Regions from separate parts of the Mus musculus genome. Here region 1 is linked to region 2. A link is a contact called in public promoter capture Hi-C data. All regions are on one chromosome and are shown on one strand. The core of a region is the stretch at or near the end of the contact, and the rest is flanking DNA. Distances in the headings are between cores, read along the strand shown.

The links. Promoter capture Hi-C pulls out the DNA fragments that hold promoters and counts their contacts.
Region 1: a contact with region 2 is called in a promoter capture Hi-C map of liver, with 2.9 times the contacts expected there. The contact joins the promoter of C3 here to the promoter of Ubxn6 in region 2. A contact is called at or near these places in 4 of 39 promoter capture datasets (the 3T3-L1 cell line, liver and pre-B cells) and 1 of 9 other capture datasets (adipose tissue).

What each region holds. Positions count from the first base shown.
Region 1 is chr17:57,226,345-57,229,560 of GRCm38.p6, forward strand. It overlaps C3 (complement component 3), which reads right to left and starts at 1,792. Exons shown (of 41, transcript NM_009778.3): 1 at 1,612-1,792; 2 at 349-538. The coding sequence starts at 1,691.
Region 2 is chr17:56,073,436-56,076,787 of GRCm38.p6, forward strand. It overlaps Ubxn6 (UBX domain protein 6), which reads right to left and starts at 1,591. Exons shown (of 11, transcript NM_001379361.1): 1 at 1,401-1,591. The coding sequence starts at 1,483.

The sequences.
Region 1 (3,216 bases), core at 542-3,041, 1.2 Mb after region 2:
GTCAGGAGTCTGTGTCAGGGAGTGGTGCCCAGAAAGCATCCCCTAGATCCCCCTGGGCCTCCTCTCTGTCATCTCCCCTCAGACAGGAGGGGCTCAAGGAGGAAGAGACTCAAGAGGAGAGGGACTGAGAGGAGGAATCTCAGAGGGAAGGGGCTCAGAGCAGAGGGTCTCAAAGGGTAGGGGACTCAGAGGGGAGGAGATCAAACGAGAGGGACCCAGACGGCAGGGGCGTCAGAGGGGAGGGACTCAGAAGGGAGGAGCTCCGAGGAGGCTATAGGAGGCAGCCTGAGGGACCCAGGCCGGACCGGAAGGGGCTACGGCTGACTGTAGTTCCAGTTCCTTGCCCACCTTGATGGAGACGCTTCTCAGATGTCCACTGGCTCCTGTCAACACTGTCTTCTCACTGGTCAGCACTTGCCTCTTTAGGAAGTCTTGCACAGTGACTGTGACTGGGATGTCACCCTGAGCATCGTGGGCCTCCAGTACGATGGTCTCTTCGCTCTCCAGCCGTAGGACATTGGGAGTAATGATGGAATACCTGACCGTGGGGTGTGGGAGCAGATGTCACCTCAAGGCCTGAGACTTCAGCCCTCACTCTGGCTGGCCCAGTCCCTAGTTCTAGCGTGTTCTAGTTCTCAGTGCTGGAGCAGATGCCTGGATCCACGTCCTCCCCACACAAGAAGGTACCAAACCACAGCCCACTTTCCCTTAGCCACTAGAAGCTGTCTTTTCCTGGCTTCAGCACTGGGTACCAGCCATAAGGACTTTGCTTGTACTGAGAAAGTGCTCTCTCTACCACTAAGCTATACCTCAGCCTCTCCTCACTTTTCTGTTTGGAAACAGCATCTCACTAAGTTGTTCAGGCTAGCCCTGAACTCACTCTGTAGCCCAGGCTTGGCTGGAATGTGTACACTTCCTGCCTGGGCTTCCAGAGTGGACAGGATGACAGGTCCATGTAATCAGGCCCAATGCTGAGCTTGGCTTTTGACAGTCCACACAAGGGCTATAGACCCCAACAACCCTCCAGTCCTCACATCTTAAAACTTACCATTGCCTAAACCACAAGACATCACAGACACCATAAATCTATAGACCTTCTTCTTCATAAGTAGGCACACCAATGCTACAATACCTGAGTTCTATGAACATAAGACAACCCAAACACTCACATTCTCTCTCTTTCTCTCTGTTTGTATGTATGTATGTATGTATGTATGTATGTATGTATGTATGTATGTATGTATGTCACGTCACAGGAAGATGTCCGGTGTCCTGTTCTATGCCCCTCCCTCCCCACACCTTGAGTCAACATCTCTCTCTGAACCTGGCACTGGGCTGGCAGTCAGCAAGCCCCAGTATCTGGTCTCCAGCCCCACAGTGTGGGGTTACAGGCTCTGGAGGCCACTCCTGGCTTTTCTGTGGGTGCTGGGAGTTTGAGTTAAGGTCCTTATGTCCATGCAGCAAGACTTCATACCCACTGAGCCATCCTCCAGCCCCCAGCACAAATTCTTAACATCCCTGTCTCCCCCCAAGTGGGTGACTCCTAGGTGACTCACCTAGGTGACTCCTAAATTGTATAAGAAACTGCACCCCCAAAAGGTAACTACTTACATGGGGATCCCCAGAGCTAATGGGGAGCTGGCCAACAGCAGCAGTAGCACTAGTAGCTGGGACCCTGAAGCTGGTCCCATAGTGAAGGAAAAAGGTGGAAGGAATGAAGGGGTAAGGGGCAGGGGTGGGCAGAGGCGAGCTGGGGCTGTAGCCGCTGGCTCTTTATATGGCTCTCCTCTCTGGTCCCTCCCTGTTCCTGCACCAGGGACTGCCCAAAATTTCGCAACATAGTTTCCTAAGCTTTTTCACAAACCTGGGGCAACAAGCCTTGGGGTGAGTAACCCTAGGCACATTTCCATTACCCTGGAGCTTGAAAGTACCTGCTTGGCTCAGGCTTTTCTTGGGGTCAAGGCCAGATGCTGAACCTGGGCTGGTCCCTGTTGTACTTGGTTACACCAGAGACCATTGAAGTCTAGAGTGACCTCCTCCCACACTTAGCTGGGTCCCAGTAACCCAGCACTTCTGGATGGCTGGTTCTCCCTACCCCCAAGGTCTTGCTAAATCAGTGGGTCGAGACACATTTGGCATTGCATTATATATCCTGCGTATCAGTATTTACCTTACAATTCAGAACAGTAGCAAAATTAGAGTTGTGAAGTAGCAATGAAATAATTTTATGATTGGAGGTCAGCACAACATGGAAGGGTGGCAGGTTCAGGAAGGTGGAGACCACTGTGCTAAACAGTTCTGAACTCCTACCTCTACCTCCTCAGTTGCTGGGCATTACCCAAGCCCTACTTATGCATTTATAATCCAAGTCTTTCCTATGAGGAGGATAAGGGGTGAGGGCATGTCCCAGCCCAGAGTCCCAGCTCTGTGGAGCATTTTCTGAAGTGGGAAAGAATTCTGGTTTTTTGAGGATCTGGGACGGTTTCTTGGCAGTGGGACAGTTAAGCTTTGGTTTTGAAGGCTGCCTAGAAGTTCGCCCTCCGGGGGGCATGCTTGCTTTCTAGGGAAAAGAATGAGGTGGACCTTACCTACCCTGTCACTCAGGGTGGCTGAATGACTCTGGTGGGCTTTGAGAGTCATGGAGGAAAAGCCTGCTCTTGTCTCTGCCTCTAGGACTTGTCCTGCCCCTATATTATCTCTTTCAGTTGTGTTGGTTTTGTGGTTGTAGGCAGATAATGATTCACAATGCTTAGTTGGTTTTTTTTGTTTGTTTGGTTGGTTGGTTTTTGGTTTTTTAAGACAAAAGTACAAATAGTGGCTTTAGAATACAGCTCAGTGGGAAAGTGCTTCCATACTCAGTAGCATAGGATTGATTCTGGTGGCATACATCTGTAATCCCAGCACGAGATGCTGGAGGCAAGAGGATCAGGAGTTCAAAGTCAACCTTGCTATGTAGCAAGTTAGAGGCCAGCTTGGGCTACATGACACCATTTCTTTTCTTTTTAAAATATTTATATGTATGTGTTGGAGTGTTTTGCCTGTATGTATGTATGTATGTATGTATGTATGTATGTATGTATGTATGTATGTATGTATATATGTATGTATGTATGTATGTATGTATGTATGTATGTATGTATGTATGTATATATGTGCATCATGTGTATGCCTGATGCCTACAGAGGCCAGAAGACAATGTTGGATCCCTGGATCTAG
Region 2 (3,352 bases), core at 341-2,840:
GGCATCTAATTGAGTGGCAGACAGTGACGAATCAGAAAAATTTGACAGAATGAGTCAGGGATAGATTACACCCAACTCTGAGAACAGTCAGGAAAGAGAGGACTCAAAAGGCAGCACAGAGAGAGAGAGTTGAAAGCAGTTCAGCCTGCCAGTGCAGTTCAGAGGCAGGTTGCAGCGAGAGAATGAGAAGGAACCAGAAGATTAGAAGAGACTGCCAGACTTAGTTTGAGTCCAAGCAGAGCACTTCAGTGAGAAATTGAGAGAAGCCAAATTGAATTAGTCAGCTTGGTTAATTAGATTGTACAGATGCTAGAAGCTTCCTGGGATAGTTGTTAGAACATGGATAATGCTCTGAGCTCAGCCCAAGCAGTGTGTTGTGTTCACAGAGCATGGTTGCAGCTCTCATCACTTCATCTGAGGAAATAAAAGTGACATTTACTTTTATAGATCACACACAGATCACGGACACTGGACCATCCCCTCCAACTTCTGGCCTGAGGATCCTTTGAACCTCCATGTTCCTCTCATCATTGAAACTGCCCCACTATTTGTAGCTGTACCCTGGTGTGTTTACCTCCCTTCTAGCCCTGGCTTGCAGGCCCCTCCTTCTCCTCACATTCAGCCCCAGTCGCTGGTTGTCATTTTCCTCCACATATACTTCCTGCAGACTACTCCCTGGTAGCCTGTAGCTGTCTCCAATCTCTACTTCACCCCTTCTGAGCAGCTCCAACATGCCTTACCTCCCTCTCCAGAACACAAAGTTCTCCGGAAAGAACTCCAGGAAAGTACTCCTGGAAGACCCGGAGTTGCCAAGGCCCCCACAGAGATCCCATCTTCACCTGTCACCCCAACCACTCAACAACATTCTGGGTCTGGGCCTCTCTGGTTTCCACACTCCTCCAAGATCCTTCTATAATCCTCTCTCACTCCCCAACCCCTCCCAGATTACCACACAACCTACAAAGAAGTCTTAACATCTCTCACAGACCTTCTTCCCACACCTTCTCTTAGGTCCTTCCTACCCACATTTCGCCAAGGCCACACCTTTAGGCGGCTCTTCTCTTAGCTAAATTCTGGGCATTGCCCCGTCCCTTCTCACCACCCAGAACCAAGAGTCTCTAAGCAGTGACCAACGCGCCCTGGCCACGACCGCCCACGCCTACCCTTAGCGCCCCGCCCACCCGTGCTACACCACACAACTGCCCTCCCTTCTGCCCCGCCCACCACTGCTACAACGCCCCGCCCTCATTGTAGGCTCCGCCCCTGCCTTACAATCTTCCACACCCCACCCACCAATCTACTCCTGCTAAGCATAGCCTAGAAAGACCCTGACACCCAACCGCCGGCCCTTTTTGCCCCCTGGCCCTCGCCCTCTCCGTCGCCCAACCAGCGTCACATACCCTGCGGAATCCGTAAGCTTCTGGCCGGGCCCCGCGCTCTTGAACTTGATGTCAGCCTTGATTTCCTGGAAGAACTTCTTCATGGCGGCAGCGGCCCGGCGGCTTGGGCCGCAGGGCGGAGGGCGCAGGGCCCGGGTGGATGAGGAGCAGGCGGCCAACCACCGGAAAGAAAATATCGCGGCGACGGAAGTCCCGCCTGGTTCACGTGACAATCGCCTTGCAGCACCTCGCGCGGGCGGGGCGCCATCTTCCTGTCTGCGGACGCCGTTGCCGGGGCGACAGGCTCGCCTCCCTTAAGACCGCAGCAGCCACCAGGGGAGCTTAAAGAGAGCATCCAAACAGCGAGCAGCCTAGAAGAGTACCCAGAGCTACTGGAACCAGGGTGGATGTCAGGAGTTCAAGGCCAGTCCATACTACAGAGAAAATGAGTATGAATGTACTGTGCATGAGCCTGAAATCTGCTCTGGGAGAGACAAGCTAGAAGGAGCCGACAGAGAGATTGGTACAGGCAAGGTCAAAGCAGAGACCGCAGTTGGTACAGGGCTTGCTCAACATGTGCAAAGCTGAGTTTAATCTCCTCCAACACTTCCATCTCGTGTGGTGTGTACACACAACAAAAAGTTGGATGCTCTGGACTCAGGCTTTTTAGAACACTACTGTTCATGTGAAAAACAGCCATCATCTAGATCAGAATCACTGTGACTGTGCAAGAGACCCCCAAAATCATATACTTCACTGTTAATGGTCACTCATTAGAAAGAAGGGGGGAAGTGGGTCATTGGACACAAACTTGAGATTCCAGGAGCTCTTCTGCACCCCCTGTCTGTGTGCATGTAATTCTACCCTAATGCGCATGGCATTGTGGTCTTTGGATCATGTAACTGAAGTGCCTATGGGCAAGCTTTCGTCTGTGTTGGTGTGAAATTTGTCAGAGATAAAGCAGCTTTGTGGGCTACCCAGGCTGTTAATAATTTTATTAGTTTTGCCAACCATTAGATCCAAAAATGCACAAAGCTGAAGGATGGGACACCCTGGTGATTTCAAGGAAACAAGCCCCATGGCTGGAGGAGAGCAATGGAGGCATTTGATGAGAACTGTGGAAGACAGGTTTCCAAGAGCTACAGTGAAGAGAGGAGTGGAGCACCTTAAAGAAGGCAGCCAGGATGTGGGCTGGAGAGATGGCTCAGCGGATAAGATCTTCTAGAGGTCCTGAGTTCAATTCCCAGCAACCACATGATGACTCCCAATCATCTATAATGGGATGCAGTGCCCTCTTCTGGTTTGTCTGAAGGGAGCAACAGTGTACTCACATACAAATAATTTTTTTTAAGATTTGTTTATTTATTTATTTATTTATTTATTTATTTATTTATTTATTATATGTATGTACACTGTAGCTGTCTTCAGACACTCCAGAAGAGGGCATCAGATTTTTGTTAGGGATGATTGTGAGCCACCATGTGGTTGCTGGGATTTGAACTCAGGACCTTTGGAAGAGCAGTCAGTGCTCTTAACCGTTGAGCCATCTCACCAGCCCCAACAAACCTTTTTGTTGTTGTTGTTGTTGTTTTGAGAGACAGGGTTTCTCTGGATAGCCCTGGCTGTCCTGGAACTCATTTTGTAGACCAGGCTGGCCTCGAACTCAGAAATCCACCTGCCTCTGCCTCCCGAGTGCTGGGATTAAAGGCGTGCGCCACCATGCCCGCCAACAAATAAATCTTAAAAAAAAAAAAAAAGGCAGCCAGGAAATGTTTAATAAATGTTCCAGGGCTGGTGAGATGGCTCAGTGGGTAAAGAGCACTGACTGCTCTTCCAAAGGTCCTGAGTTCAAATCCCCCGGCAACCACATGGTGGCTCACAACCATCCGTAATGAGATCTGATGCCCTCTTTTGGAATGTCTGAAGACAGCTACAGTGTACTTACATATAATAAATAAATCTTTTAAATAAAT